Regions from separate parts of the Mus musculus genome. Here regions 1, 2, 3, 4, 6 and 7 are each linked to region 5. A link is a contact called in public ChIA-PET, Hi-C, HiChIP or PLAC-seq, capture Hi-C and promoter capture Hi-C data. All regions are on one chromosome and are shown on one strand. Each heading gives the region's core, a stretch centred on a gene start, on an enhancer-like site or on the middle of the called end of the contact. The rest is flanking DNA. Distances are from core to core; before and after follow the strand shown.

Region 1 (2,995 bases), core at 407-2,906, 490 kb before region 5:
TGCAGAATGAAATTGATAAGGAGTTACAAGCTGGAACATGCAAGGAATCTCCGCATGTCAAGGTGTTTCTTTCTTTCTTGGTCTTTTAAGACACAGTGTCTCTGTGTAGCCTTGACTGTCCTGGAACTTGCTCTGTAGACCAGGCTGGCCTCAGACTCACAGAGATCTGACTGCCATCTGCCTCCCATGTGTTGGACTTAAAGGCGTGCGCCAACACGTGATGTACCCAGCACATCAGGATATTTCATAGGAAAGTGAGGAGAGGATATAAGCAGGCAGTCTATGAAAGGGACAATCCACGAGCCTAATAAATGTACTAAGTTAGCACAGTGTAGTTGACAAGATGGCTCAGCCAGCAAAAGGTCCAAGTGTTTGTCGCCAAGATCTGAATTCCAGCCCCAGATCCCACTGCGGAAAAAACCAACTCCAAAACCTGTTCCCTGATCTCCATTCCTGTGTCATGGCACACATATCACACGTGCATGTGCATGCGCCCCCCCCCAATAAAATAAAAATAAAGTTATTACAATAGGATACCATCTTACAGGGCTGGAGGGATGACTCAGCAGTTAAGAGCACTGACTGTTCTTCTGAAGGTCCTGAGTTCAAATCCCAGCAACCACATGGTGGCTCATAACCATTCGGTAATGATATCTGCCCTTTTCTGAGGTGTCTGAAGACAGCTACAGTGTACTTACATATTATAAATAAATAAACCTTTAAAAAATACCATCTTACATACATCATTTAGATACATATTAGGAAAAATAAACTAAACAATACCAAATATGGGGATGGTTATAAGGGACACTAGAACCTTTATATATTGCTGTCAGGAACTATAAATTGGACGCGACCACCCCAAAACATTATAGAATTAAGTATGGCTCAGCATTCTATCCTGAGGTGGATAACTTAAAGAGAAACCATCAGTATCTATCTATCAAGAGACAATTGCCAGGATATTCATTACGGTGTACTTTGTGGTGCTTGAAATACTGGAAGTAATCCAGGCATCCTTTACTAGGGAAATAGAATCTATCCAGGGTGACGCTGAGCACCATTCAGGAGTGAAAAGTCATATAGCATGGATGACCTAAAAAACCCAATGCTCAGTTTAAAAACTTCTCTCTTTTAAAAAATCACAACATGATTCATGAATCCAAAGTCAACATATATTTTAAGGTAACAGGATAATTTAAGTAAGAGGGTCTGAAAAAAATTAATGCAAAGGAGGGTGTGCCAAGAGCAGATCGGAATTGAGAACGAAAACTAAGGGAGGAAGATGCCAAAAGAGGGGGGTCCGCAGTACCTAGAGTGAGGCAGCGTCAACTCCATTCTGTGCAGCCAGGGTTCCAAATAGCCCAAACTGAAGGAAAGTTGCAAGGAAGGACCCGCAGGGGAGCAGCCCCTTCCCCACTGCCCAGGCAGTGCGTCCCTGACAACCCGGCCGTCCTCACTAGCCCTGCTCACCTGGCACCAGCTCGGGCCGTGGGTCCCGGGACCGCCATGACCCGGGATGCAAGCGACGAGGCGACCGAGCAAGCCCGGTGTCCTCCCCGGGCAGAGTCCTCAGAGCTCGGGGCCCCGCCCTAGGAGGAAAGGGGTGGGACTCTGGCGACCACAGAGACGCGCTAGATAGAGAAGACGGCTCCGGCGCTGTGGCCGTTCCCGGAAGCGCAGCCTTTCCTGAAGAACAAGAGAGTAGCAAGAGGTTATAGAGCTGGCCGGGTGGCCAGAGCGTCCCCTGTGGGGCTGGGAGGTTTCTTTTGCCAACTGGTAGTTCCGAGTGTAACTTTCTCCCAGAGAAGACAGCGTGATCTGTTTTTTAAAAAATTAATTAATTTAAAAAATACATATTTATTTAGTGAGCTATGTGTGTGTTCACGCGAACTGTGAACCAGGGCGTAAGTGTCAGAGAACAACTTTGAGGAGTCAATTTTCTCCTTCCATCATGAGGGCTCCCGAGGAGCCAACTCAGGTTGTCAGGATTGGCGAGAAAAGCCTTCATCGGGTGAGCTGGCTCCCTGGTCCCAGCACGATTTACAAGATTTTCTTGAAAATGTATTTTATGTATAGGAATGTTTTGCCTGCATGTATGAGTACCACGTGAGTGCCTGGTGCCTGCAGAGTCCAGAAGAGGGCATTGGAGTCCCTGGAACTCTAGTTACAGACCCAGGGCTTCTGAAAGAGCAGCCAGTGCTTGTAACCACAGAGCCATCTCTCCAGGACGTCCCATCTCTCCCCAGCGTGATTTTGTTTGTTTGTTTTTTGTTTGTTTTTCGAAACGGGGTTTCTCTGTGTAGCCTTGGCTGTCCTGGAACTCACTTTGTAGACCAGGCTGGCCTCGAACTCAGAAATCCGCCTGCCTCTGTCTCCCAAGTGCTGGGATTAAAGGCATGCGCCATCATGCCTGGCCAGCGTGACTTTTTTTTTTTTTAAAGATGTATTTATTATATGTAAGTACACTGTAGCTGTCTTCAGACACACCAGAAGAGGGCGTCAGATCTAGTTACGGATGGTTGTGAGCCACCATGTGGTTGCTGGGATTTGAACTCTGGACCTTTGGAAAAGCAGTCGGGTACTCTTACCCACTGAGCCATCTCACCAGCCCCAGCATGATCATTTAAGTCGGGTAGATGTGACTTAGTGGTAAACGACTTGCGTGTCATACATAAGGCCCCAGCACTACAGAAATAAACATATAAATCAGTTTTCCAGACATATATGGCAGCTCAACCCTGTAATTCTGGACCTGAGGCAGTAGAGCAGGAGGATCAAGAGTTCCAGATATGCCTCAGATACATAGAAAGCGCTGAGTTCATGATTAGCCTGGACAACAGGAGACCTGCCTCAAGGGGAAAAAAAAAAAAAAAGGGTAGAGGATCCTCACTTTACATTTGCAGTTTTCAACACTACTGATTTATAGTGGGTTTCTGGTTTGGTTTGGTTTAGATTGCAGCTGTTTTGGTTCTTTTGGTTTATTCTGTTTTTG
Region 2 (2,813 bases), core at 174-2,673, 400 kb after region 5:
GTCAGGAACAGGTTAGGTTATGCTGTAGTCACAAATGGACCAGATCATTTGCTCACGCTGTGTGCCCGTGGTCCAGCCTGAAGCTCCCTCTGTTTAGATGGTTTCACTTTTGCAGAGGTGGGGAAAGGGGATTGCTGGGTCTTGAACTATGCTTTCTATCTGGAGAGGACACGGGTGTCAGAGCTGTTGAAATATCATCACCAAGTAAGCTCTGTGACCTGGCCTTTCATCAGGGTACAGAAATGCCAGGTGTCACTCTGATCTGTCATTCTCTACTTTATTCTCTTGAGACAGAGCATCTTCCTGAACCCAGAGCTGGCCATTTTTAGCTAGTCTGAGAGCCAGCCAAGCCTCAGCAATCCCGCTTGTATCTCCATGCTTGTTTTTGTTTTTTTAAATGTGAGTCTTGGGAATTGAACTCAGGCCCTCATGTCTTCAGGATAAATTGACTGAGCCATCTCCTGTCTGAAAATTTTGTCCCAGATTTTCAAGTAGACTGGCATGTTATTACTTGCAGGGCCTAATTCTTGATCACCTTCCACTATCTTGGGATAACTTTTCCCGATTCACCCAGGCTTGATAGAAGTCCCAATCTCCAGGCCCCCAGAGGATCCTGTACTTATCTGTATTGTGGGGCAGGCTGTGTTGCAAATTAGAAAAGTTGGTTTTCTTGTCTGTCCCCTGTGGCCCATGGCTCTGGATATGGGGATGTGTAGAGACAGGCCTTGCATCTCCAGCCCCTAGGAAGCAGATGTGCAGGCGCCCAGGATAGAACAGCTTGGTGACTAAGAGCCAGGCTCTGGGCCTTTCCCATAGGAACAAAGGGCCTTAGAAAATGGGGAAGAGGAAGGTGAGCCCTCTGTGACCTCAGGATGAGCCAACTGCAGATGGGCAAAGAAAGCCCCTGCAGAAGCAATGGACTTTTTCTGAGGTTTGCCCCATTATGGAAAGTCTGGTCTCAAACCTGGGTTAGTCACGACTGAAGCCAGCTGTGTCACCGCAGGGTGGACTCCCAGGGTCCTGTGAGAGGACATTCTGCAGCTGGAAGAAATGCCTGGTTGGGCTGTTGACCCTAAAGGCTGGAGTCAGTGTTAGGGACAGACAGGTGCTGAAGGCCTCCCAAGAGACAGTCTCACTAGAGCACCCAGTCAGGCCACAGCTTCCTTGATGGGTCCTCACACCTTGGGAAATGCAGCAGAGAGGCCCAACAGTCTGTGTAGAACAGGTCCTGCCTTGTGTCTCTGCTGCAGCAGGGCCTCCCTGCCTCAACCTTCTCCTACCAAAGGCTCTAGGGAATGAACCTTTTCAGCCTCAGGAAAGCCCCAGTCTGCGCTCTCAGCTCCGGGCCTGTGTGTTCATTAGCACCAGCACAGTCCTAGGCCTCCTTATTGGCCTTCTTCACTAGAAAACGAATTCTTCACATGGCTGGTCTCTTTCTGATGTGGCTTTTACTTTGGCTTGAGGGAGGCGGGCTTCATTGCACAGGCCCTGCCTCTCCGGTCTCTCATTCATTTCCTTTCTCCAGCTCCTCACCTGGATTCCGGGGGAGCACCCAGGCCTCTCCCCTGACCATGCACTTCAAGGTTTCTTCCCTGGAAAGCCTCCAGCGGAACCACCAAGTGTTCTGTGCTATCCACAGCCAGAGGGTTCTGTAGACAACAGGTTATAAGGAAAACCCAGGGTGTTGAACACTCAGGAACCCAGGAGCGGGGATGCAGCCCGGTACAGGGTCAGACTATAAACCCTTTGAGGCAGATCAGAGGACGGTCTGTGGCAGAGGCCTGGGTGAGAAAGTCCTTGGGGAGGGCACAGTGGGCACTCAGCACCCTCCTTGTTTGCCCCGTCCAGCTTTGCCCGCTTCCTGCTGCTCTGCTGGCTGCTTTCTTGTTGCTGTCATTGGGGGTGGTGGCGGTGTAGGTAGGGTGTATGTGGTGCCTGAGCAGAGGCCAGAGCAGAGCAGAGCAGAGCAGAAGATCTTCCTCTGTGGCTCTCCATCCTATTTGTTTGTTTGTTTGTTTGTTTGTTTGTTTGTTTACTTATTTGGACACTCACTGCTGCTTCATAGTGTGAGGTCCTCCACCAAGAAGGGTGCCCATGTCATGGCCAAGCGGTGACCAGGATGCAGGCCGGCTTTAAGTCCTCTCTGGGCTTGGCTTTGAGTGGCAGCCAGTTGTCCTTTGCAGGTGACCAGCAGAGCTGTTAGTTGCTTGCAAAGTCTTTGCTTCTGAACCGTAATGTCCTGATTCTAGAGTCAGGGGTCACAGCAGCTGTCGGTGAAGTCAGCTGCATTTACTTGGCTCTGCCAGGAAATAGCTATTTTCTCTCTCCCTTGGGGCTATTAAGCCAATGTACCTTCTAAAGAGTTTTGAACACTTATCGTTTCCTCCAGAAAGAGCTGTCCTCCCATTCAGAAATGAATTGTACCTCCAGTGAAATACATATATATTTTATTTATTTATCTTAGTTGTGTGTGTGTGTGTAAATGCATGTGTGCACACATGTGCACATAGATACACTGTATGCTGATGCCCAAGGAAACCAGGGATATCAGGTCTCCTTGTTGGTGCTGGAAACTGAACTCAGGTCCTCTGCAAGAGCAGTGCATGGTTGTTAAATCCTGAGCCATCTCTCCAGCCCTCAGAGACTTTGGGATGTGTATGCCAGGGTCTTACTCTGTAGTCCAGATTAGTCCTGAACTCTTAAAAAATTATTTTGTCATCATCGTCGTCGTCGTCGTCATCATCATCATCTTCCTGCCTCCAAGACCATGCTAAGTGCTGTGCATAAAATAATTGACATCCACAGTCAAGCGC
Region 3 (2,888 bases), core at 293-2,792, 410 kb before region 5:
TGAGTTGGACTTCACTGTTTCTGGGACTCCTTAGAGGCTGCAGGCAGAAGGAGCCAAGGCTGGACTGCAGAATAGGGGTTAAGGGCGGCAGTAAGCTGATCACTGTTAGCAGGCCCGACTAGGGGACTGGGGCAGTGAGAGGAGCTCACTGCGGGGAGATGTCTCTCCTGGCATCTCAGGACAGTTTCCTGAGGTGGACAGATGCCCAAGGCTCTTATCCTCATCTTAGAGATGAGGAGACTGGGCTTAATAAGCTTGGACAACTAATGCCAGGAATTAGAAGCTGCCAACCAGAGCCTTTTGACCTCCAAGGGTGCGGAATTGAGCTGGGTGGGAGGGTGCCGAGGAGCCAGTCTGAAGACCGTGGTCAACCACAGCAGTGAACTAGTCTACCTCTACGCAGTTTTATTTCCATGGGTCTGTTCTGCCACTCACAGAACTCTGGGCTGAAGAACTGGAAGCACTTTGCAGGCCTGAATGAGCTCATGCTACATACTCTTGCCAGAGAGAGAGAGAGAGAGAGAGAGAGAGAGAGAGAGAGAGAGAGAGAGAGAGAGAGAACCAAATGGAAGCTCTGTCGGGGTCATCAGCACTCAGGCATATAATAGAAAACCAGATCCGGGTCCACTACGTTGTCTTCCCAAACCAAGCAGTGTGATGCAAGCCCAGCCCCTTTTCAAGAGGAAGAGAGTCACGGAAAAAGCTGAGGAACCTGTCACCTTTTCCTTTCCCCCAAAGAAATGTATTAACCAGTCCTGAGGAGATAGACAACCCCTGCCCCCATTTCCCTGTCCCAAGGGCTATTCCAGGGCAAAGAAACCCAAGAGCAAAGAGATCACAGCTTCTCCAGTCACTCTAGTGACCAGGCTTGGATGGGAAGGAATAGCTGAGTGAAATCCACTCAGATTTGACCAATGTCATGGAATCTTAGTGGAGACTGATACTAGGGAGTCTGGGAGACTCACATCAATGTTCCTGTAATCAGTAGGCAAGGTGTCTCAGAGCTGTCTCAGGTCAGGGCCAAGACCTGGAGGTACAGGGTCAAGGTGCCCAGGTACCTATCACAGTCTGGATGCCTCAAGTCTCTCCTAGAGTCACCCAACAAGGAGGTGAAGAGTGGGGCTGGACCTGGCCAGAGCTCTGAAGGAGTGCGAGGACCTGTAGGGGTTGGAGCTTCAGCACTGCTAGGCTCCCCCAGCATTCCCCAGCTCTCTCGGTGCCTAGCTCTGCGCTCCCGCTGCGCCCCCAGACGGCTCCTTACCTGTCGCTCTGCGGACCGTCCCGCCTCCTCGCGGGGCTCGGGGACCGGGCATGGGCCGGCGAGCAACGGCGTCCCCGCCTCGCGGCCGCGGTGAAGCTTCCAGGAGAGCTCCCTGCTCCCGGCCCGCGTCCCTGCCGCTGTCGCCGCCGCTGCTTCAGAACCGTGGACAGCTCCCGCTCGCCCGCCGCCGCCCCGCGCGCCCTACACGGTCCCGGGAGCCCCGCATCCCGGCTCCGCCGCGCTCAGCTCTCAGCCCGGCCCGAGGCGGCTCCGCGCCGACTTGGGGGAGCGGCGAGGAGGGTCCCCGCCTCCCGCCGCCACCGCCTGCCTCTCGCCTCCGTGCTCCCTTCCACGCTCCAGAACCAGCCCACCAGGCACTCCGGACCCAGCTCCCGGGAGGGGAGGGGCGGGGCGGGGCGGGGCGGGAAGTCGGGGAGCCCGGAGGAGGCGGCGGCGGCGCGAGGGGCGCGCAGCTGGAACCGGCTTTTCTGCTTCCTGGAGCCAAACCCTCTTCTCCAGCTTTTCTCCCCTGCCTCCTCTCGCGCACCCCAGAAGCGATGCGCGCGCGACCCTTGAGCTTCTTAGAGTATTTTTGAGCTCTGAGGCTCCCAAGCTCTGAGTTCAAATTATTGATCAGCCCTACAAAGAGAAACAAACAAACAAAAATATTTATTGAATGCCTACTAAATAAACCACGCCAGGTTATTTATTTATTTAGCCAGAGTGATCTCATTTAATTATCTTAACAATCTACTAGGTACCCTCTGTCTCCCAAACATGGATGAGTTGTGCTGAGGTCAACACAGCTTAAATATCGGGATTTGGAGACTTCAGTTCTGTTGGGAAGTATATAGGTTCTATAGCCCATGAGTTTTGGTGATAGTTTGTTCCAAACACTGTGTGACCCAGAGGAAGTTACAAAACCTGTCAAATTCTCCAGACGGAATCCATCAATGAGGGGGTCATATAAGGACATATATGTGACACATTGGCATCCAATAGGCTCAGTGGGTGAGCCATCTCTGTCATTCTCCCATGAGGAGGCCTGAAATCTAATCTGACTGTAGGGTTCTGGCGGCTCTGTGTTCCCAACTATGCGGCTCTTTTTTTTCTTCTTCTTGAGCTCCCATAGATTTTTATTTTTTTAGATTTATTCATTATGGGTGGTTATGAGCCACCATGTTATTGCTGGGATTTGAACTCAGGATCTTCAGAAGAACAGTCAGTGCTCTTACCTGCTGAGCCATCTTGCTAGCCCTTTAATTTAATTTAATTTAATTTAACTTAATTTAATTTAAATTTTTGTCATTTGTTTTGTTTTGTTTTGTTTTTTGTCTTTTTAAGCATGGTGAGAGATTAGCCCTACCGCGAGTGTTGTGAATGGATGGATACCAGCATTGTTCATGCCTTCCCCTCTACCCATGACAAGGTCTTGAGATTCATCATGGTACCCAGAGGACAGGAAAAAAGGCATATTCTCATTAAAGGAAGGTAAATAGCGATGGGCAAAGGGAACTCCAGAGCACGCTGAAGCTGAGGCAGCTGTAGAATCCTGGGAACAAAACTCTGCAGTGACCCCTCCCTTCTCCCATGTCGGGATGCCAACCTACACTGAATGGGAGGGAGC
Region 4 (3,002 bases), core at 376-2,875, 490 kb after region 5:
TTCTTTCCCATAAACATCAGATCCTCATCTTAGGGGAGAAGCATCATGTGAGCCAGTTCCCCAGTCTCCAGCTTTGATCTCTGTGTGTTGTAAAGGTGCTGCTGGCTTTTCTGGGATGGAGAATCATGTCCTACAGGAGTGATTCACATTACCACGGAGTTTGTGGCGTGTGTTCCTTTGGAGTCTTTCTTTTTTTTCCTTTCATCAGTGTTGTGAGGGAAGTGGGCTGATGGTGGCGGGGAAGATGGACAGTGATGTCATTAGGGCTTGGTCTGTTTCTTTCCATTCACCTGTTCCCCCCTGCAGGAAGACTTACGGGTAAAATGGAGACCGATTCCTCCCTGCAGGCAGGCACGCACGTGGAGACCTGCTTGTCCGGCTTGGCGCGTGGACTTCCTTCCCTCCCTGTTGGTCTTTCGATCTCAGCATTTGTACTCTATGAAGACTTGAACTTTTTCTTTCACTTCCTTTCTTCTATGGGTGATGACCTGCTGTCTCTCTGAGAAGGAGGCCGAAGGTCACTGAGTGTCAACATTGCCACTCCTTTCTGATTTAAGAGGAAAGAGGGCGGGGGTCTGCCCCCCCCCCCAAGGGTATGGAGACCTGTGTGTGTCTATGTGTGTGTGCAAATAGTTCTCAGATGCCACACGCATTTCTGCCTGAGACAATCCGCCTTTGAGGGACTGTCATATTTTATCTAGAGTGTTCTTTACTATCTACTTCTGTAGCAGGGTGGGAAGAGAGCACGGAAGCTGGCCCTGGAGTCCTTGAGGAAGAAGGCCTTTGGAGGTTTGGCAGAAGTCAGGTAGGCTCACTGCTGCGTCCTGTCAAAGGGAGGCAAAAGCCTGCTGGAGTTGGGCAAAGAGCCCTGGCTCAAACTGGGCCAGCCACTGACAACAACGGTGGCCTCAGGGTGCAGTTCCACTTCAGGAGCTCGTTCATTCACCGCATGGCTTCAGGACGTCAGGACGCTTTGGTGGACAGTGGGTAGGGATTAAGGCTTCCAAACGCCTTAAACCCCCGCCCATGCTCCTCCGCGGAAAAACAAAACAAGCTTGCGAGATCCTGCAGCGTCCGAAGACACCACTGCGCGGAACCCTCGCTCTGGATTTGGGGGAGAGCGCACCGGACGGAGGAGGATGGTTCGGCGTGGGCTGAGCTGGAAGGGGTTCTCTGCTCATCCGGCCGCCGCCTTCGCGTCGCTGCCTCCCGGGCTGTGTAGCATTTTGGGGGTGGCGGCCGCAAGGCCGAGCAGGGGATGCGCTTACATAACCGCTCGCCGTGTCCTGCTGCCTCGCGCTCTCGGGAGCCGCGGGCGGGGCGCGCCGCCGGACCGCAATGCTGCCGGGACCAGCGCGGCGGGGCCCGGGCCGGCCCCGCAGGCGGAGGAGCGCGAGCATCGGCGGGAGGAGGGCGCCGGCGGCGGGGGAGGTGAAGGTCAGTGGGTGTGAAGCGGGCGATCCACACCCCCTCCTCCCCGTCCCCTCCTTCTCTTCCTCTCCGTCCCCCTCTGACGTGTGGAGCTGGCAGCTCGGCCGGTTCCGCATTCCCGACCCCTCCCCGCCACTCAGGGCCCGCTATATAGCCGGGGCTGATGCAACCCGTCCCGCCGCCCGCCACAGCCTGCGGGAGGGACACTCGGCGGCCGCGACGGGGGGCGCTGGCGGCAGCGGACGCTGCAGCGGCGGCGGCGGGGCTGGCGCCGCGGCGGCTCCCGGGCCGGGACGGGCCTGGGCAGCGGGCGGCAGCAGCGCGGAGTGGGCACCGCGCCTGCAGCAGGGTTCTGGGCCCGGGGCCGCCGCCTCCGCCAGCGGCTTCTGCACGGTGGGTTCACGGAGGGGGGAGGCGGGGCTGCGGGCACCTGGGGTGGCCTCCCCCGGAGTAGCTACCGCTGGGGCTCCCGCCACCCCAGGGCCGGAATACTCTATCGGATGGCTGCAGCCGCTGCCCACCGGTGGTTCCCCGGCTGGGCAGGACAGTCCTGTCTGTGGCCGGGACAGCGGGGCGCTCCCTCCTTGCTTTCCTTCCCCAGTGCTCTTGCTGGGAGGCTGTGCACAGACGGAGGAGAGGGCGGGGTGAGCGGGAGAAAACTGTGCCGGGGACTGCGGGGGACTCAAGGGGGCATGCACGCCCCAGACCTGCTGACAGGTCGCGCCTCAGCCTCTTCCGTAGCTCTCTTTGCAAGACCTGGAGGGGAGGGTATTGAGAAAGGCATCTAACCAACAGGGCTTCCTTCGCTTAAGAGCATTGCTGCGGCGGGCTCTGGCTGGGTTAGGAGGGAACCACGGGGCAGTCCCCAGTTCCCTTGGGATCCCGTCAGGCACATCAGGTTATATAAGAAGGTAAGCAGGCTTCTTTAGGTAACCTGCCCAGTTTAGAAGGCACTCTTCCTCCCCTCTTATCCAAGAAGGCTAGGCTTCCTGGACCCTTGGAGCGGCAGAAACAGGCTTTGCCTGGGTATCTGGAGGAGCTGGCAGGCCTGGGATGCCTTGACTCATTTGCAGAAATGGATGGGCCATTTGGGGATAGAGGTGGAGAGGCGGGTGCAAGAGGGGAATCAATCGACTATTTGAGTCAGCTCCCCCTAGAAGATTGTCCAGCCCTTATGTGTTGGAGTGGCACCTTCCAGGGGACTGTGGCACAGGTCTGTGTATTGTTAAATCTTGGGCCACTCTACCCAGGATCTTAATTCAGGCAGCATGGGAAACAGGCTCTGTACCACAGCTGGGTACCTGCCTGTCCCAAAGGCTGTTAGCAACTGTCTTCCTCGTCCCTCGACCTCACCCCCAAGTCTCCCCCACCCTCCAGGGTTTAAAAATCACCCCCTCTTGCTTTCCCTGCTTTTCAGCAAATCTGGCTGGCTTCAGCTTGGATGGCGGGCTTATCTTCCCGTGCAGGTTTCTAGGGAAGAGTTTAACCGGGGATCAGGTGTGAGCAGGGTTCTTTACAGAAACCTGAGGTCCGGGGATAGAAACAACTATTCTCCTGCCTCTAAGGCGCCA
Region 5 (3,073 bases), core at 204-2,703:
TGAAATAGTGCATTGGGTGGGGTCGGGAGTGAGGTGGGGATCGGGGCAGATGGTCAGCAGCGAATTATGGCTCAGTATCTGTGAAAATGAGAGCTCAGAAGCCACGAGCCGGATAATTAGGTGCTTGGGCTAGCTGAGGAGTTTGGGCTGTATAGACAGGCAGGCAGTAGCAACTGGAAGAATTTAAGCAGGGGAGTGGCAGGATTAACTCTACACTAACAAAGGATCTTTGACAGAGGTGTGAAGGCGGAGTGGAGAGAGTGAAAGTGGAGTCTTAGACCTGCTACAAGGAAGCTTTGAAGGAAACAGATGAAGGGCATTACAGGCTCAATAGTGAGGGCAGCTGGGACAGATGATGTCTCTCTTTCTAATCAGGGCTTCTGCCCAAGGCTCAGAGATTCCAATGCCATTGGATCCAGGGTTTGGTGAGCAGAGGCTTTGTGAAGGTTTTGAAAATTAGGCAAAATAACTCAAAAAAAAAAAATCAAAGGCACTACGTGGTTCATTTATTCATTCAGACATTAATTTGATATTTATTCAGCTGAGCTCATGGAATACTATTTCTGTTAGGAAGCCAGGGTTAAAGGCCTAGGGATTTAAGAGCGAGCAAGTAAGCAGGGTAAGGGTGGCAAGCGCTTTCAATGTAAGGCAATGGGCAGAATGGTATACACAAAGCTGCGGGGGGAGGGGGCGCAGGAAGCCTACAAGCGTTTCTACAACCTCTGCCAATGGGGCATGACATTGAACAAAAGTGTAACCCCCATAAGATTAGTATGTCACATTCCCAGAGTTGGGTAGCAAATAACTTCCAGAGTTCACAAGCTGGGTGGAGCACAGTTAGCTTGGCTGGAGAGTTTGCTCAGGGGCGGGAGAAGATCAGGAGCTAAAGCACAGTGGGGCTAGTTGGTGAAGTCTTACAGGTCCTTTAATACAGTTCCTCTTGTAGTGATCCCGGGCCATAAGATTATTTTGTTGCTACTTCATAACTGTAAATTTGCTACTGTTGTGAGTTGTAATGTAATTATCCGGTATGCTAGATATCTGATATGTGATCCCACTGAAAGGGTCGTTGGACCCTCCAAAGGATCGCGACCCACCTGCCCAAGTCCACATAAGCCTAATCACCGGCCTGAGATCTAAGTTCCTAGCCATTTCCCTCTCTTCCTAGAATGCAGAGGCAGAAAGGCTAGGTTTGGGGGCAGCAGAAAACGGCGCCAAACAGAACCAGCTCTGAGGAAAGGCAGGGAAGGCTTGAACCCGGGGGCGCTCCGGTGGCCGGATGGTTGTCCTCGAAGAATACTAACCCAAGTTGGCCTTCTCTTGACAGCGCCACAGATGCCCCGCGCTGGGACCGCTAAGGATGCGAGCCCGGCTCACACCGCCCGGCACCCAGCACGGTTAGTGGTTCGCTCCGAACACCCCTCGCCGCTTGGCTGGTGCCGCGGCCGGTCTCACTTCCGGTTGCTGCCGGGCCCTGTATCCGGTGTCCGCCCGCCCTCCATCCCGCTGCCTCCGCGATGCTGTCCCGGTCACGCTGCGTGTCCCGGGCGTTCAGCCGCTCGCTTTCTGCCTTCCAGAAGGTACTGTCTGGCGGGGCCCGGGCTCCGATGGGTGCCGAACATGGCTGTGGGCGGACGGGCAGGCCGAAGGGCAGGGACGCTGTGTGCTGGCCAGGCCGGCCACCAAGGGCACCGGGACGCGGTGGCTGCCGACGCCCGCGGAGCCGCCCAGCCGCGTGTACGGAGCCCCGGAGCCCCTGTCCTCTCCCAGGCAGCCCGCGCCGGCCGTTTTCCCGCTGTCCCGAACCCTTTGCTCCGGGGCTGGGAGCCGCGCCCGCAGCGACATTGACTTAGAGTTAAGAGAGGAGGCACGGCCCCCAACCGTATTCCGCGGCCTGTCTCTTCGCGGTCTCCAAACTAGCGCCTGGCAGGCTCAGGGGAGGATGACAGAGTTTGGCCGACTCGGTGTTTTGCGTCTACTTTCGGAGTTAAGAGCACGATAAACGTGTCATTACCTGTCAGCAGCACGATAAACGTGCCCTTAAAAAAAATGTTTGTTTGTTTTTTTCCCCCCTCTTTTCATTTTGGGTGACGTCGATAATGTCTTCTTTCTCAACAGGGGAACTGCCCTCTAGGGAGACGTTCCCTGCCTGGTAAGTTCTGCCCTTGCGGTCACCTAAAATGCACTTCTCGTGGGCAGAGCAGCATGGGAGGAAATCTGATGTTTCTTCTCATGGTATTTAAAGACAATGAATTCAGAGAGATGCGAAGCAAAAGACTCCCTTAAGTATAACTGCTGTCATGTACTCACCCGGCGCATCCTTACTGGGTTTTGTTCAGCTTTTTGTGGTGCTGAGGATAGAAGCTAGGGCATGGGAGGCAAGCACTTAACCACTGAGCAACACCAGCGGCCCACGGTTACTGAATTTACACTGTCAGGGCACTGTGCTAGATGCTCGTTAGAAATACAACAATGCAAAAAGTCTTGTCCTCCAGGAGCCTGAGGCGTAAGGGAAAGGCATGGTGTAAATTGCTGATCATCAATCATCTAAGTGTTTGGAAACATGGACAGAACAGGTTTAAATAGGTGACATTAAAGTTGTGGCTTGCAGGATGTGACAGTCAGTGAAGAGAAGAAGAAGAGAGAGAAAGAAAGGGGTAGAATGCATGAAGTCAGTGAAGAAGGAAACAGGTGTGGCATTCTTTTGGAATTGGAAACAAAGTGACTGGTCAGAAGCCATTAGTTAAAGGAAACAGTATCTCGAGGAAGATGATGGTGTAGAGGCTTTCGGAAGTTTAGATATTTTTTCCCTTAAATTTATTTTTCTTTATGTGTACTGTGTACACACTTGGCATTCTGTGCCCACGGAGGCCAGAAGAGGTGTGGGATCCCCTGTAATTGGAGTTGCAGGTTGGTTGGGAAATGCCCGGTGCCTGGGTCTCTGCAAGAGCAGTACCGGTTCTGAACCCCTAAGCCTGGAAGTTTGGATTTTCATTCTCGTAGCTGTGTGTGGGTTGTTGTCTTTGGTAGAGGAGAAAGTTATTAACAACCTTCCATAGCTTACTTTTAATCA
Region 6 (2,985 bases), core at 46-2,545, 360 kb after region 5:
GGAGGCCGAGGGCAAGTAGGGGTGTGTTTGTTCTACACTGAAGCACCTGACCTCTTCAAAGTTCCATCTTCCAAGACTCAAAGCTGTTCTCAGGTCCCAGACGCCAAAATCTCGGCACAGCTGGGAACCTTTCTTCCCGTCCCCTCTGCGCCCCCACCCCCCTTCCCAAGTCCGATCTGGAAAATCACCCGCTGCAGGCGGGTTCCTTGTAAGCGCAGTTTCCAGGCTGCACGTATTCAGACCCCCATCTCCCCAGCACCGACTTGCTTTCTCCTCCCCCCCCCCCCCCGAGCTCACCTCACTTTGTAATTCTGAGCTCCCCCCCTGCCCCGACTCGCCCTCTGGTCTCAGCTCAAAACTAAACATACGACCCCTTCAGGCATACTTGTAGGGTGGTTTTGCACAATGTTTATCCGTCAGTGTCAACGGGGACTGTCGCCTTGATAGCTCTAAGTGGCTAAGGGTCGGGGAGTAGGTGCTGCCGTCCTTTAAAACACGAATTTATGAATGAACCCAGTACTGTAGTTAAATCAGGTTATTGTACACTTATTTACAATCCTTCACTTGCTGCTTCCAACCTCAGTCCTAAAGTTTCTCCAGGCAAGGAGCTGGAGAGAGGGGCTGAGAAGCTGACCCCCCCTTTTTCTTCTCTGCACTGATTTGGGATGGGGGGCTGATGTGGGCAAGCTTTCCTTTAGGAACAGAGGCTTCGAGCCTTTAAGGCTGCGTACTTGCTTCTCCTAATACCAGAGACTCAAAAAAAAAAAAAAAGTTCCAGATTGCTGGACAATGACCCGGGTCTCATCCCTTGACCCTGGGAACCGGGTCCACATTGAATCAGGTGCGAATGTTCGCTCGCCTTCTCTGCCTTTCCCGCCTCCCCTCCCCCGGCCGCGGCCCCGGTTCCCCCCCTGCGCTGCACCCTCAGAGTTGGCTGCAGCCGGCGAGCTGTTCCCGTCAATCCCTCCCTCCTTTACACAGGATGTCCATATTAGGACATCTGCGTCAGCAGGTTTCCACGGCCGGTCCCTGTTGTTCTGGGGGGGGGACCATCTCCGAAATCCTACACGCGGAAGGTCTAGGAGACCCCCTAAGATCCCAAATGTGAACACTCATAGGTGAAAGATGTATGCCAAGACGGGGGTTGAAAGCCTGGGGCGTAGAGTTGACGACAGAGCGCCCGCAGAGGGCCTTGGGGCGCGCTTCCCCCCCCTTCCAGTTCCGCCCAGTGACGTAGGAAGTCCATCCATTCACAGCGCTTCTATAAAGGCGCCAGCTGAGGCGCCTACTACTCCAACCGCGACTGCAGCGAGCAACTGAGAAGACTGGATAGAGCCGGCGGTTCCGCGAACGAGCAGTGACCGCGCTCCCACCCAGCTCTGCTCTGCAGCTCCCACCAGTGTCTACCCCTGGACCCCTTGCCGGGCTTTCCCCAAACTTCGACCATGATGTTCTCGGGTTTCAACGCCGACTACGAGGCGTCATCCTCCCGCTGCAGTAGCGCCTCCCCGGCCGGGGACAGCCTTTCCTACTACCATTCCCCAGCCGACTCCTTCTCCAGCATGGGCTCTCCTGTCAACACACAGGTGAGTTTGGCTTTGTGTAGCCGCCAGGTCCGCGCTGAGGGTCGCCGTGGAGGAGACACTGGGGTGTGACTCGCAGGGGCGGGGGGGTCTTCCTTTTTCGCTCTGGAGGGAGACTGGCGCGGTCAGAGCAGCCTTAGCCTGGGAACCCAGGACTTGTCTGAGCGCGTGCACACTTGTCATAGTAAGACTTAGTGACCCCTTCCCGCGCGGCAGGTTTATTCTGAGTGGCCTGCCTGCATTCTTCTCTCGGCCGACTTGTTTCTGAGATCAGCCGGGGCCAACAAGTCTCGAGCAAAGAGTCGCTAACTAGAGTTTGGGAGGCGGCAAACCGCGGCAATCCCCCCTCCCGGGGCAGCCTGGAGCAGGGAGGAGGGAGGAGGGAGGAGGGTGCTGCGGGCGGGTGTGTAAGGCAGTTTCATTGATAAAAAGCGAGTTCATTCTGGAGACTCCGGAGCAGCGCCTGCGTCAGCGCAGACGTCAGGGATATTTATAACAAACCCCCTTTCGAGCGAGTGATGCCGAAGGGATAACGGGAACGCAGCAGTAGGATGGAGGAGAAAGGCTGCGCTGCGGAATTCAAGGGAGGATATTGGGAGAGCTTTTATCTCCGATGAGGTGCATACAGGAAGACATAAGCAGTCTCTGACCGGAATGCTTCTCTCTCCCTGCTTCATGCGACACTAGGGCCACTTGCTCCACCTGTGTCTGGAACCTCCTCGCTCACCTCCGCTTTCCTCTTTTTGTTTTGTTTCAGGACTTTTGCGCAGATCTGTCCGTCTCTAGTGCCAACTTTATCCCCACGGTGACAGCCATCTCCACCAGCCCAGACCTGCAGTGGCTGGTGCAGCCCACTCTGGTCTCCTCCGTGGCCCCATCGCAGACCAGAGCGCCCCATCCTTACGGACTCCCCACCCAGTCTGCTGGGGCTTACGCCAGAGCGGGAATGGTGAAGACCGTGTCAGGAGGCAGAGCGCAGAGCATCGGCAGAAGGGGCAAAGTAGAGCAGGTGAGCAGCGATTCTGGACCTTTGTGGGCTGGGGGGGGGGGGGGGGGCGGAGACTGACGCACAGACCACACAACAGAGAAGGGACGCTACTGACTGCACTTCCTGACCAGGAGCTGTGGCTGCTAGCCCTTTCCCTCCCTTGTCAGATTTTGACAGTTGGACCCAAGACAAACTCTAGACAGTTTCCCTGACAGCTTCCTACTTCATTCTCTAGCCGGGGAGCTTCTTTGTTCCCCTGCTAAAGATCTCACTTTAAATGCAAATCACACTCTGCCTGCCAACTGCAGGTTAGAAAAACTGCTTCACCGAGAGGTGCGGGTGCTGTAGGAGCCAGTTTCACTGGGGTGACTGAATGGAGGTGACACTAGACAACCTTAACTGAATGTTGGTCCT
Region 7 (3,203 bases), core at 183-2,682, 360 kb before region 5:
CCAAGCTTCATGCTCCAGGACAGGAAGGCTCAGAGCAGGGGTGAGGGTGGGGGGACGTGGGGGTGCAGAGACCTTACTCCTGCCAATCTCAGGATCAGATTTCTGGGGTTTGGACACACCTTTACCCCACTTTTGCTTTGCCACAGTTCCTACCCTCGATTCATGGCTCCCCAGTCCCAAATAAGTCCGTGTATCATGTGTATGCCATGCCCGAAGAGGGTGTCTGACCCCCTGGAAGTGCAGTTACAGGGAGCTATGAGCCACCATGTGGGTGCTGAAAACTGAACCCCAGTCCTCTGGAAGAGCAGCCAATGTACTTAACCACTGAGCCATCTCTTCAGCCCCACATCTCGCTTTGTTAGTGGGTTCTGGGGAGACCTTTTATCCTTTAAGCCTCATCTCCAGCCCTGTTTTTTAACACACACACACACATACACACACACACACACACACACACACACACACAACTTCCTTCAAAATCAGGCATCCAGGATCTGAAATGATTCCACCCCTTGATTTTTATTAGTATGAAGATCAGACCATAGCATTGGGGATCTTGAGATTTACCTGCCTCAGATTCCTGTAAGGGAAGAGTGGGTCTAAGACTCAAGGTTTGCACAGAGACAGGCAGTAGAAAACACGGGGCCCTTTGTATGCTTAGGATTCAAGGCTTCTGTGTTAATGACTGTGAACTTTCTTGTAGGGATGACCTTTCAAACTAATCCTCCCATGGGAGACTACCTATCTCACAACTGCAGGCTCCACTGAGCCTCCCAGTGGCCCGTAAGCAAACAGTCCTAAGCTGTTGGGTCACCTCCTGTTCTGATGAGGACACAAGGGCACTAACAGAGCTTCCTCCTCCCACCCCCCATTTTTTCGGGTTTGAGAGCTGTTAGTTGCAGAGCTAAAAAGGCAAGAAGAATCTGTTGGGAAAAGGGAGTCAGCAAACACAGAAGTGAGTTTCTCCTGGCCCCTCAGCAAGCTCCCACACAGACGATAGCTATGTTTTTCTGAGACACATTACACATGAGATTGAGCCTCCGGATTTTCCTATTTCTAGACAAAAAGAGCAGCCTAGCACAATGGCTCACACCGACAGCGTGTATACCGCACGCCCTGACTCGTGTTTTACATGCCTCATTTCACTTCACATGGCGCTACCATTGTCCCTGGTCAATGGATTAGGAAAATCCAAATTGAAGCACGGAGAGATGGAATCACTTACAGCTCACATTCACAGCTGAATAACTGGAGGAGCCAAAATTTAACCACGGGCAGCTGGAAGCAACGACCTCAGCAGGTAACTACTTTTGGAGTTCACATGATTCTGACTCATATGGGAAGATAGGGTGGGCTCAGGGTGAAAGGATACACAAAAGACCTCTGTACAGTGGGTGAACAGGTCACCGGTAAGAACTTCATTATTGACCCATTGCTGCCCCCTGGTGGTTTGCCTGGGAAACTCACAGGTAAAAAAAAACCCGCAAGCCTCCAGTCCTATGCTATTCGGATTTTATGAATGGGGGCCTACACTGGCAATCTCAGCACTTGAGGTAGAAGCAGGAGGCTCAGAAAGTCAAGGTTCTCCGATACATGGCTAGTTCAAAGCCAGCCTGAGATACGTCAGACCTCATCTCAAAAACAGCGTGTGCATTCCCTACCAAAAACTATGATCCATGACCATACCTGTCAGTCATCTTGAGATATAGTAAAGGGAACTGTTATCTGCTATGATGTTCTCTCTCCCCATCTGAGACTAGGTCTCCTTTAGCTCAGGCTGGCCTTGAGCTCATTTTGTAGACGGGGTTGGTCTCCAACTTGCAGCAGTCTTCATGCCTCTGTTGCCTTCTAGAACTGAAATTGAGTCAGGGAAGGGTGGGACGGCAGAGTGGTTAAGTCCAGGCTGGTGTGGAACTCACGACCCTTCTGCCCCTTGTCGGCTTGGGCCTACTTCTTTATTTAAATGGATCTCACTATGCTGCCACTCGGACTGGCCTGGAACTCACATCCCTCCTGCCTCCATAGAGCCACAGCCTCTTCCTCCCTCTCCTTTCTAGGCTTCCCCATGAGGGCGCGTAGTGTCCCCGTCACCACGCCTCCTCAAGTGGTGCTAGGTGGTGGTTGCTGCTTCAGGCACACTGACAGCAATGCAGAACAAGGCCACTTTCTATGGATAAAGTCTAGCTGGTATAAATAAAAACGAGGAAAGAGGCGGTGCCCGTGAGTCCTGTGAGTCACATCTTCTCTAGAGCTTCGGAACTGGGTGGCTGCCTGCTATGGACCTAGGAGGCTGCCATCTGGAAGAAGTAGGCAACCACAGACTGAACACACACGCAGGAGTGGCAAGTTAGAATTTATGGGGAGGCTCAATCTTACATGCAGAGAGAGGATACAGACAAATACCGTTAAAAAACAAAACCAAGCACCTGCAACCAAGTATTGGCTTTAATGAAAACTACCAAAGAACGAGAGCTAACCACAAAGACACAGCCACTCAGAGACAAATTTCTGCGGCAGACTGCCCCTCAGCCAGTCTGGATACCGAGGAGAGCTAGTCGCTACTGCTGAAGCGATGGGGCAGAGGCTACCAAGGAGACTCATCTGACTGATAAGCCAGGGGCTGGGGACTCAGGAGGCACTTAGAAACAGGGGAGGTAACACCCCCAGGCAGCCAGAAGACTCTGGGAAGCCATCCTTCACAGTGGATCCATAGCCCTGGGTCAAGTTATCTGACATCCCTAAGCAACCCCGTCCCATCCTGTCTGGTGGAACCTGCCTGTAATCCAACAGCAAACAGCCATGGACACCAATCTAATCTTTCCAGTTTCCCCTTTCCCTCCCGAAGCCTCCCCAGAGGCTATCTCGGGGGACAATGGCTCTGAGCGCGCTCTCAAGAGTAGTAGGCTTGCAGTTACTGCTTTGGAGGTTAAAAGGCATAAAACAGCATTCTTGAAATTCTGTTCATCATATGGCACTGATTCCATTTCGGGTCTGATTTCTGTTTCTTCCCCCCCACTCCGTCCATGGCCTCTCAGCCCACACAGACACAGGCGCCAAGGAGCCTAGCTTGTGATCTGAACTGGGATCTCCCAGCAGAAGAGATTATTCTTTTTGTCATCTTCAAGTTTCCATTCCACCACCAGTTTTATCTGGAAAAGAGAAAAAGAATTGGAAAAAATGAAACTGGAACCTTGATTTTTATC

Evidence for each region. Promoter capture Hi-C pulls out the DNA fragments that hold promoters and counts their contacts. Hi-C and Micro-C count contacts between places; a contact is called where the count stands out from the background. ChIA-PET counts read pairs in DNA pulled down with a chosen protein or histone mark. HiChIP or PLAC-seq counts read pairs in DNA pulled down with a chosen protein or histone mark. Capture Hi-C pulls out chosen DNA fragments and counts their contacts.
Region 1: a Hi-C map of granulocyte-monocyte progenitors shows a contact between it and region 5, with 6 times the contacts expected there. The contact joins the promoter of Abcd4 here to the promoter of Dlst in region 5. A contact is called at or near these places in 2 of 39 promoter capture datasets (hippocampal neurons and pre-B cells), 3 of 484 Hi-C or Micro-C datasets (granulocyte-monocyte progenitors, memory CD8 T cells and rod photoreceptor), 1 of 115 datasets of contacts at active chromatin or transcription factors (bone marrow-derived macrophages) and 2 of 9 other capture datasets (embryonic stem cells and pancreatic islet).
Region 2: a promoter capture Hi-C map of embryonic stem cells shows a contact between it and region 5, with 2.2 times the contacts expected there. The contact joins the enhancer-like site here to the promoter of Dlst in region 5. A contact is called at or near these places in 6 of 39 promoter capture datasets (the C10 cell line, embryonic stem cells, hippocampal neurons and 3 more), 1 of 115 datasets of contacts at active chromatin or transcription factors (large pre-B cells) and 2 of 9 other capture datasets (adipose tissue and macrophages).
Region 3: a contact with region 5 is called in a capture Hi-C map of embryonic stem cells, with 2.6 times the contacts expected there. The contact joins the promoter of Syndig1l here to the promoter of Dlst in region 5. A contact is called at or near these places in 2 of 39 promoter capture datasets (embryonic stem cells and stem cell-derived epiblast-like cells) and 1 of 9 other capture datasets (embryonic stem cells).
Region 4: an H3K27ac HiChIP or PLAC-seq map of microglia shows a contact between it and region 5, with 5 times the contacts expected there. The contact joins the promoter of Jdp2 here to the promoter of Dlst in region 5. A contact is called at or near these places in 1 of 39 promoter capture datasets (neutrophils), 2 of 115 datasets of contacts at active chromatin or transcription factors (memory CD8 T cells and microglia) and 1 of 9 other capture datasets (adipose tissue).
Region 6: an RNA polymerase II ChIA-PET map of memory CD8 T cells shows a contact between it and region 5, with 37 read pairs. The contact joins the promoter of Fos here to the promoter of Dlst in region 5. A contact is called at or near these places in 5 of 39 promoter capture datasets (the C10 cell line, cranial neural crest, embryonic stem cells and 1 more), 1 of 15 datasets of contacts at CTCF or cohesin (large pre-B cells), 3 of 484 Hi-C or Micro-C datasets (B cells, erythroblasts and pre-B cells), 9 of 115 datasets of contacts at active chromatin or transcription factors (cardiomyocytes, embryonic midbrain, embryonic stem cells and 5 more) and 4 of 9 other capture datasets (adipose tissue, embryonic stem cells, macrophages and 1 more).
Region 7: a contact with region 5 is called in an H3K4me3 HiChIP or PLAC-seq map of pro-B cells, with 5 times the contacts expected there. The contact joins the enhancer-like site here to the promoter of Dlst in region 5. A contact is called at or near these places in 11 of 39 promoter capture datasets (3T3-L1-derived adipocytes, the C10 cell line, HPC-7-derived erythroid cells and 8 more), 1 of 15 datasets of contacts at CTCF or cohesin (the NIH/3T3 cell line), 1 of 484 Hi-C or Micro-C datasets (CD8 T cells), 3 of 115 datasets of contacts at active chromatin or transcription factors (embryonic stem cells, memory CD8 T cells and pro-B cells) and 1 of 9 other capture datasets (adipose tissue).

Annotation. Positions count from the first base shown.
Region 1 is chr12:84,615,810-84,618,804 of GRCm38.p6, forward strand. Abcd4 (ATP-binding cassette, sub-family D (ALD), member 4) reads right to left here and starts at 1,657. Exons shown (of 19, transcript NM_008992.2): 1 at 1,474-1,657. The coding sequence starts at 1,511.
Region 2 is chr12:85,512,953-85,515,765 of GRCm38.p6, forward strand. No RefSeq gene overlaps it. Among named protein-coding and RNA genes, the nearest start is that of Gm32296, 15 kb to the right of the region's middle. Within about 2 kb of position 1,424, at least 14 of the 459 cell types and tissues checked have an H3K27ac peak or open chromatin away from gene starts, as enhancers often do.
Region 3 is chr12:84,697,265-84,700,152 of GRCm38.p6, forward strand. Syndig1l (synapse differentiation inducing 1 like) reads right to left here and starts at 1,543. Exons shown (of 4, transcript NM_001033334.2): 1 at 1,262-1,543.
Region 4 is chr12:85,597,791-85,600,792 of GRCm38.p6, forward strand. It overlaps Jdp2 (Jun dimerization protein 2), which reads left to right and starts at 1,626. Exons shown (of 4, transcript NM_030887.2): 1 at 1,626-1,824.
Region 5 is chr12:85,109,380-85,112,452 of GRCm38.p6, forward strand. It overlaps Dlst (dihydrolipoamide S-succinyltransferase (E2 component of 2-oxo-glutarate complex)), which reads left to right and starts at 1,454. Exons shown (of 15, transcript NM_030225.4): 1 at 1,454-1,580; 2 at 2,119-2,152. The coding sequence starts at 1,518. It also overlaps a transcript of Prox2 not described here.
Region 6 is chr12:85,472,595-85,475,579 of GRCm38.p6, forward strand. It overlaps Fos (FBJ osteosarcoma oncogene), which reads left to right and starts at 1,296. Exons shown (of 4, transcript NM_010234.3): 1 at 1,296-1,586; 2 at 2,341-2,592. The coding sequence starts at 1,446.
Region 7 is chr12:84,754,064-84,757,266 of GRCm38.p6, forward strand. It overlaps Npc2 (NPC intracellular cholesterol transporter 2), which reads right to left. Exons shown (of 4, transcript NM_023409.4): 4 at 496-3,149. The coding sequence ends at 3,063. Among named protein-coding and RNA genes, the nearest start is that of Npc2, 17 kb to the right of the region's middle. Within about 2 kb of position 1,433, at least 20 of the 459 cell types and tissues checked have an H3K27ac peak or open chromatin away from gene starts, as enhancers often do. A contact at or near this core is called in pro-B cells, where this site is marked.